Regions from separate parts of the Mus musculus genome. Here regions 1 and 3 are each linked to region 2. The links are chromatin contacts, called in public HiChIP or PLAC-seq and promoter capture Hi-C maps. All regions are on one chromosome and are shown on one strand. Each heading gives the region's core, a stretch centred on a gene start, on an enhancer-like site or on the middle of the called end of the contact. The rest is flanking DNA. Distances are from core to core; before and after follow the strand shown. Region 1 holds the start of Nt5c3b (5'-nucleotidase, cytosolic IIIB). Region 2 holds the start of Rnd2 (Rho family GTPase 2). Region 3 holds the start of Hap1 (huntingtin-associated protein 1).

Evidence for each region. Promoter capture Hi-C pulls out the DNA fragments that hold promoters and counts their contacts. HiChIP or PLAC-seq counts read pairs in DNA pulled down with a chosen protein or histone mark.
Region 1: a promoter capture Hi-C map of liver shows a contact between it and region 2, with 4 times the contacts expected there. The contact joins the promoter of Nt5c3b here to the promoter of Rnd2 in region 2. A contact is called at or near these places in 2 of 39 promoter capture datasets (liver and pre-B cells), 1 of 115 datasets of contacts at active chromatin or transcription factors (pancreatic cancer cells) and 1 of 9 other capture datasets (liver).
Region 3: a FOXA1 HiChIP or PLAC-seq map of pancreatic cancer cells shows a contact between it and region 2. The contact joins the promoter of Hap1 here to the promoter of Rnd2 in region 2. A contact is called at or near these places in 2 of 39 promoter capture datasets (erythroid cells and pre-B cells), 1 of 115 datasets of contacts at active chromatin or transcription factors (pancreatic cancer cells) and 1 of 9 other capture datasets (liver).

What each region holds. Positions count from the first base shown.
Region 1 is chr11:100,439,454-100,442,382 of GRCm38.p6, forward strand. It overlaps Nt5c3b (5'-nucleotidase, cytosolic IIIB), which reads right to left and starts at 1,645. Exons shown (of 9, transcript NM_001102650.2): 1 at 1,591-1,645; 2 at 1,376-1,474; 3 at 732-801; 4 at 587-633. The coding sequence starts at 1,602. It overlaps Klhl10 (kelch-like 10), which reads left to right and starts at 2,471. Exons shown (of 5, transcript NM_025727.3): 1 at 2,471-2,771. The coding sequence starts at 2,578.
Region 2 is chr11:101,466,812-101,469,511 of GRCm38.p6, forward strand. Rnd2 (Rho family GTPase 2) reads left to right here and starts at 1,364. Exons shown (of 5, transcript NM_009708.2): 1 at 1,364-1,628; 2 at 2,122-2,209. The coding sequence starts at 1,527.
Region 3 is chr11:100,354,761-100,357,460 of GRCm38.p6, forward strand. Hap1 (huntingtin-associated protein 1) reads right to left here and starts at 1,381. Exons shown (of 13, transcript NM_177981.2): 1 at 930-1,381. The coding sequence starts at 1,317.

The DNA.
Region 1 (2,929 bases), core at 395-2,894, 1.0 Mb before region 2:
ATTCACGACTCTAAACTCCTGTGACCTCCAAGGGTATCTGTATGTCTATGTACCCCACTCACACACATACACTTTAAAATAATAAAAATAAACCCAATAAGAAAACCATATCTCCTTTACTGTAACAACTTTTAAAAAAGAATGATGGAAGAACAAAACCAAGTGAAACTAAGGAGCAAATCCAGAGTGTCTCGAATGGTTGATAAGCTTCCTCTGACCCAGACTCCCTCTGTTTTTGAGATAAGGTCTTCCTATCTATCCTTGTCTGGCTGAGACTTAATATGTAGAGCAGGTTGGCCTCGAACTCACAGAGATCTGCTGCCTCTGCCTTCTGAGTGCTGGGATTAAAGGTGTGCGCCACCAACACCCATGCAGCTTCCTTTTCCTTGCCTAAGTGACCTTGAACTCTTTCTGGAATCCAGGCAGCCTCTGAACTTGGGATCCTCCTGTCTCAGCCTCTGGGATTACAGGTCTCCCCACACTGTGTTTAAGGAACGGAGTTTCTTAAGATTTCAGTCCTGGACGCTGTGGTTCAACCCCAGAAGCATACCACAGCCATGTTTGAGCAAAGAAGGGAATGACCCACCTCTTTGCGACAATCCTCACTGATAATTTTGCTGTTATCCAGAATATCTGAAAAAAGAAAACACACACACACACAAGACTCCCTTTATTTGCTCCATAGCAGTTGTCATCTTGAGCCCTACAAGGAAAGCTAAAATGTGACTTACTGTGGGAAGAAGGGCATCGCTGTCCATTGTAAGCAAATCTGCTCAGGGTCATGTCAAAATCGGAAATCACCTAAGAGACAAAGGGCGGATGATGGTGGTTGACTAGGTTGACTGACTAGGTTGACTAGGTTGACTGACTAGGTTGACTAGGTTGACTAGGTACTGGTCTATCCTGGCCCTTGCCTCAGCCTGGGGTAGCGGAGGAAGTCTAACCAAGCTGCAGCAAAGCCTTTGCAAGGTTAGGGAGAGACAGAAGAAAGAAGGAAAAAAGTGACATCCTGTGTCAGGACACGAGTTAACCCTGAAGAAAACAAAGTCCCCCAAATGTGGGGGTGACTTTCTGTGGCATCTTTATACACTGGTTCTTTCTTAAGGTGCCTTCCGACCTTTGTGGATCTCCCTTATCTTCGACTGGGGGAGGGAGGGGGGCCTCCACCCACTTGCTTTCTAAAACCAAGCGGCAGGAAAAGGGTCACATCTGACTACTCTGAAAGTTGGCTACTGGGGGAGGTAGGCTCTTTCCCGAGGTGAACCAATCTGTTTGTCCATGACCACCCTAGGGCGCAGGCTCGCAGAGCGCGAACCCCAGTTGGCGGGAAGGCCGCAGGGCAGGCACCCTCCCGCCCTACCCCAAGCCCCGGTACCTGCAGGCGGTCTCCTCCGCCCCTGCGAAGGGCGCCCACAATTTCCTGCACCCGTCCGGGCTGCCGCATCAGGACCGTGGCCTTCATCAGGCTGCTTACCTGTCGTGAGACCCAAGAGACCCGCTGACCCGAGAGCCGCGATGGGCATCAGGACAGCTGGGTCTCTCCGCACCCGCGATCCCGCCACGCGGGACCGTCCCCGCCCGTGGCCTCACCTCCTCCGCCATCACGCCGCTGGCCTGGTGGGCGGCCCCGAAGACAGCGCCCGCCTTACAGCCACACTGCGCAGGCGTCGCCTCGCACTAGTCGCGTCGGTCTAGGAGCTGCAGGCCGTTTCCAGGCTGGCTCCGGATACTGGCAGGAGAAGCAAGAGTGGGGAGTGCGGGGGTGTGTGGGGGAAGATGGTCTACTGTGTGTGGGGGTGGGGGAACGTTGGGGGGCGAGGGGGGGGAGTACCAAGACGCTGGGGTCCTGTATGTGGGCTGGCTGTCATGAGGCTTTGGTGTGTATGGGCGCCTGTCACTCACTCTTTCTGGAACACAAATGCAATCTTTACTGGGGTTGGGGGTCACTGCTTAGTGAGAGAGTTCTTGCCTGCAGGTATGAGGCCCTGAATTTCATCCCCTGCATTGCAAAGAACAACCCACTAGGTATTCAAGTGCATTTTGGACAGGGGGTGTATCCAGGAGACACTTCCCTAACTGGCTCTTCATCAGCACCACAAGCAAAGTAAGGCAGTAAGGCATCTCAGGGGCTGGAAGACCCTGGCCAGCATGATATTTGATCAGCTCTGCTTCTGCCTCTGCACCCATGGGGAGCCCAGAGAGAGCTTTGGAAGGATGCTGCAGGGAGGTGGGGACCCAACCTGAAGATGCAACAAGCAGCAGACTCAGTAAAGGCTCAATTGTGTTGGTGGTCACAGTTCTGCCCTAGGTCTGAGGTCGAGGAAAGAGATGTGGGGTGGTCTACCTGTATGTTCTGGGGGGAGGGGGAGGAAAAGAAGGGGCAAGAAGGGGGTTCCAGAACCTGAGAGCACAATCCTGAGTGATCTCACTGCCCAGGATTCTGGAACTTGGGCTGCCTGATGGTCCCTATATGAAAGATGTAGTAGGGAAAAGGAGCGACAGCTGGCTAAAGGGGCCCCCCATAACCCTCCCCAACACCCCAGGAGAGCAGCCTCTCTCCCCTGGTCCCAAGGAGCCATGGAGATGGAGAGCACCGCTGCCTCCACCCGGTTCCACCAGCCTCACATGGAAAGAAAGATGAGTGCAATGACCTGTGAGATCTTCAACGAGCTCCGGCTTGAGGGCAAGCTCTGCGACGTGGTCATCAAAGTCAATGGCTTCGAGTTCAATGCCCACAAGAACATCCTCTGTAGCTGCAGCTCCTACTTTAGGTACACCGGAGGGGGGGGGGGAAGCTGAGCCGTGTCTCCCATCACTGAGGCTCTGTGTTTGTTTATAACTGGTTTGAGCTGTTCTCAAGTCTAAGCTTTGTAGGTTGACAGCATGCCATTGCAGCGTTAAAAAAAAAAGTTGGACAGACCTGATCCTA
Region 2 (2,700 bases), core at 114-2,613:
TCTGGCCTGGAGCCTAGAAGGTGCCATGAATACAAGGCTGGCTCTGCCTCCGGAGTTCTGTGGTTAAAATGACATGTGCCACCACCTCCCTTTTCTTTCACACTCTCTTTTCCTTTTGTTGGAATTGAGGATAGAACCCAGAGCCTCATGAATGTAGCTCTACTCCCGAGTTACATCTCTAACTTAAACTTAACAGTTTTGGGTGTTAATGCTGTGTGTCTGTTTACTTTTTGTAAAACAGCGATGAGATTGTGTGCTTTAGTTACCTTTACACGGTTATTCAAAACGAGATAACATTAAAATGAACATCTTCGACTTAAAGAAGAGTTTTGTTTGTTTTGAGACAGGATTTCTCTATTTAGACCTGGTTGACCTGGAACTCATTATATAGACTAGAGTGGCCTCAAACTCAGGGAGATCTGCCTGCTTCTGCCTCATGAGTGCTAAGACTGAAGGCGTGCAGCACCATGCCCGGCTAAAGAAGGATTTTTTTCACTTATGTATGCATGTATGTATGTATGTGTATTTATTTGTTCATTCATTCATTCATTCATTCACTTTACATCCCGATCACAGCCCTCCAAGCCCCTTTCTCCATCCTCTTCTAGGCAAAAGATGTCATGCAAATGGCGGTTTGCTTATTGCTAGTCTGAGATGAGGCTGAAATTGGCTTTGGGGCTTAGCTCTGGCCCAGCTTAGCTGTCAAAGGATTCTAGCTTCCTTAGCCTTCCCTTTGCTCTTTCTACCAAAACATCCACCAGAGGACGCAAAAGCTCCCCTAAAACTTTCCACTCAGTACTTGGCTAGAGGAACTTAGTCCATGCTTCTAGGTTGGTCACAGGCCTAGATCCCGCCACCCGTCGTTATGGAGATAGAAAGCTATGATGTCACTAATGTAGGGTGGGAGTGCTAAGGTCCGTACTTCCATTTCCCTAAGCTCTGTCTGGACCCGAGAGTGGAGGAGGGAGACAAAAATCAAAAATCCTCCCTTTCCTAACATCTCACGCCCCCCTGTGTTCGGGAAATAGATTGCTGCCGCCGCGCGTGTCCGCCGCACTAGCACACCTGCGTGCACGCGTGGGCACACAGAAGGCTCAGGCCTTGCGCCCGTGTATGGAGCTTCGCAGCTGACCCTTCAGAACTTCGCCCTCGGTCAGCCCAGCCTCCATGCCCGAGGAACTCAAATAAACGGGGCTCGCTGGCCACAAACCCTCAGGCGCTCCTGGGGTCACAGCTGCGCGCTAGAGTCTAACTCGGGTCCCCCTCCCCTCCTCCCAGGCCCCGCCCCGTCCCGAACCCCGCCCCTCGGCTGTGCGGGTGGGAGGCGGGGCCAGAGGTGCGGCCCGCGGGCTAGGGGCGGGGCGGAGGGGGCCCGCAGCCCCGGGCGGGGGCTCGGCGCGGGCCCGCGAGATGCCGGTGTCGGCGGCCCGAGAGGCTGCAGCTGCAGCGGCGGGGGAGGAGGCGGCAGAAGCGGCGGCTGTGCCCGGGAGGGGGGCGGCGTGGGGGGCCGGCGCGTAGCCGGGACCATGGAGGGGCAGAGTGGCCGCTGCAAGATCGTAGTGGTGGGGGACGCGGAGTGCGGCAAGACAGCGTTGCTGCAGGTGTTCGCCAAGGACGCCTACCCCGGGGTGAGGAATTGGCGTCTGGAGAGAGGGGCACCGAGGCTGCGGGGAGTGGGTTATAGGGGCCCCGGGGGCCGCTGGAAACCGGTACCAGGGTAACCAGGGAGGAGAGAAAGAGGCTCAGAGGAAGGGAAGGAGGCGTTGGGGGGTCTGAAAGGACTGCAGAGGATTGGAGTGGAAGGAATCAAGGAACGCGGTGAAATGGATGGGGCTTAGGAGCATCAGAGGATCCGGAAGGGCGCTCCGGGAGAATGACTGAGGTCCCGGGCATCCGAGAGAGAAAAAACTAGGGGCTAAAGGGACCCGGGAAGGGGGGTTATCTGAGAGTCTAGCTAGGAGGTGGAGGCAGTAGCTCCCCGGATCTTCCCTTAGCCCAGCCTCAGACCAACTTCTGTCTAGGGACTGAGCTGGACCGGGTGTCGAGGGAGGAGGGCAGTTGTCAGGGTGAGTGAGTACTGGAGAGCAGCTCTCTCTCATTTTGACCCATCCGTGTCTGCAGAGTTATGTCCCCACGGTGTTTGAGAACTACACTGCCAGCTTCGAGATCGACAAGCGCCGCATTGAGCTCAACATGTGGGATACTTCAGGTAGCCAAGTCCCTCGGGGTCACCCTGACGGCGGCCAAGGTCCCTTCCTCTAGCCCCTCCCTTGGCCAGAACCTGAGATTCCAGGTCAGCTCAGACATCCATCCAGTTTTAGAGCAGAACATCAGTTTCTCTTTTGAGCCAGGGAAACTGAGGCAGAGTTTCTTAGGCCTGACAGAAACCACGTAGGAAGTCTAATATCGGCCCTGCAGCTGGGTTCTGCTTACCCAAGGAACTTGGAAAGAAATGATTTATTTTGGAACATGTTTCTTAGGAAATAGGACTGGGTTTAGGAAAGCTATTTAGAATTACTGGGGTGGGGGAAGGTGGTGGAAAGTAGTTTTTTTTTTTTTTTTTTTTCTTCCTCTAGACTGAACTAGAGTCCCAGGAGAACAGGAGCACTGGCTCCCTGTCCTTGCTCCAACCTCATGGGAAGGGTTTTTATTTTTACTCCGTTCCCTGGAGGACTTTAGAAGATGTGTCATCAAAGCCCA
Region 3 (2,700 bases), core at 131-2,630, 1.1 Mb before region 2:
AGGCCCAAGTGGGTCAGGGAAAGGAGCCGAGGCTGCCCATAGACCACTACACCCCTCACAACAAAGATTGTGAGACTGCACTCCATCTGGCCCTAACACCCTCTCCACAGCTCCGGATCTCCCCACTCCTGCTTTCTCAGGAGGGGCCTGGATGCTGTAAAGGCAAAACCATCCTCTGGGCTCAGGAACTGGACTCTCAAGACCCCTGGGTCTCTGGGCCCCTCGAGATAAGAAGTCAGGGAAAATACTGGGCTCATCATGCCCACCCCCAATCGGCATCTTAGCCATCACTGGAGTCTCCTCGATCATAAAAACAAATGCAGTCACCCATCCTAAACCTGTTGCTTGTCACAGGAGGGCCAAGTAGACTTCTTCAGCACCCAGAAGCGGGCACCTGAGCCTAAAATTGCCCCCGCCCAGAAGAGGAGGGACAGAAGCCCAGTGCCCCGCCCACTCCTCCCTCTTCATTCCAGCTTCGGAAAAGTACGACCCAGACCCCCTGAGGACAAGTAGTGGTCAAAGGCTCCCCTACACACACACCTCTACCCACCCACGCAGGCTGGTTCCTGCGGGCTAGCGCAGGCTCAAAGCGCACCCGCAGCCCCCGCCCCTCTGCTGGCACTGCGGTAGACGGGGAGGGGGCACTGAGAGTGCGCAGATCTGCCACAGCAACAGGCGCGAAGAGGCGGGCGGAGAGCGCGAGAGAGCTCTGGACCTGACGCACCCACAATAATCGGGAAACCGGAAAAGGGGGGGGGGGAGATGGGGAAAGAGAAACCAAACCGGCACCGCAGACTGTGGTCTCGCGGGGGTGGTGGAAAGGTGGAACTAAGAGCCACAAGGGGGCGGGGCGCCTGAGTCGGTGCACCCCCTCCTACCTGGAGATGCCCAAATAGTGCCCAATGCGGGATCCCCGAGACTCAGTTTACCTTCCTGCAGCTCTCGAATAAACGCCGCACGCTCAGGGCCGGACACGCCGGGCCTCCGGCCGATGTACGCGGCTGGTGTCTTCCAGATTCCCTCGGCCTTTCCAGTGCCCAGGCCAGTGGCCCGGGGACCGTAAGGCCCCTGGAATACGTAGCGGGTCCATGGTGCGTCCGAATCACCAATGATCATGGACCGACAAAAGCTTCCTGTCTTGGTTCGGGATCCTGATTTTTGTCCGGACCCGGTTCCCTGCGCTGGAGCAGGTTTGGGCTCCGCCGAGGGCTCCGGAGCGGGACCAACTGCAGGCTGGGTCGTGGGGGTGCCTGCTGCTGGGTCCCCCGACCCTGTCCCGTCTCCCGCACCGCTCTGCACCTGCTCTTTCGGGCGCATCTTGACTCCGCAGTCCGCTGCCGCAGCCGGGGCTTTATAACCTGTGCTCGGAGCGGGCTCCACTGGGCTGTACCACGCGTGGCGCTAGGGGTGACCGTTGATCAGTTAGTGGTGCCGAGGACTCAGGATCCTGCAAGAAAGCAGCCAGTGGTGACGAGATAGGAAGTAAATAAAAGAAGAAGAAAGAAAGAGATGAACTAGTGCCTAGCTTATTCCGTGGGGTCGAGTCCACGGTGATGGATTTCTCTTCCCTTCCATCTTCTGAGAATGGTTCTGTCCAAAGCCGCCGCTTCCCTGGACTTGAGTAGAGGGACCCGTAGCTTCTGCCTAGAAACAACCCCCCCTTCAGCCCCCCGCGCGCGCTCCCGCCACCCCAGCTTCCAGGGGCTTTCTGTGTTGCCCTACCCAACATTGTGTACAGACCGAGGTGACCTGAGAATCGAGGCAGTACGCCTGTGCCTTCCCAGGTAGACTAAGCGAGAAATCCAAACTCCGGTATGGCTTTCAACGTGTTGCGTGTCATCCACAGGTCCCTCTCACTCTCGCGCTCGCCCCTGGACGTCTTCCATCTTAGTGCGTTCACTCGTTCTTTATTTCCAACCCTAATTCTCAAGCCCTACAGTCCAAGCAAGCACCTGTTCTGTTCTTCAAACATTCCAAAAAGAACATCTTCGGAGGGGATCCTGCTTAAATGTTTCGCTGTGACGACTCTTCAAGATCCCCGTGTACACACACACACACACACACACACACACACACACACACACACCAAAACATCCGTTATCCCAGGGTCTGAACTGATCGATGTCGGTCTCCACGACTTTACCCGTGCTCTTCAGCTCATGGACGGACGTATGCTCCCCAGAAAAATGGCTACTTTGGAAGCTGGCTCTCAGTCCTGAATGAACTGGTTTAAGGGGTGGGAGCTAGGGAGGGCAGTAGCCATTTCTGTGCTTTTAGACTGGGAGACAGGCTAAAGGGAGATGGATGACTCATGGACTCAAGTCTCAAAATCGTTCTTGATGTTCTCCATTCTCCACCATCCTCCAGTGGACAAGGCTATTGACTTTACGTTTTTTAAAATATTTATTTATTTATTTTTTATATCTGGTGTATGAAGGTGTCCATGTCAACATCAGTTGTTGTCCGTCCCTTGCCACCTTATTTTTTGAGACAAGGTTCCTCACTGAATCTGGAGTTCAGCACTTTGACTAGACTGTCTGGCCAGCGATTCCCCAAGACATCCACTTAACTCCACCCTACCCCTCAGCCCCGGGGTTTACAGACAGGTGCCACCATACCAGACCTTCATGTGGATGCTAGGGATCCAAACACAAGCCTTTATGTTTACACGCAGACCGAGACAGTTTACACATGCGCACA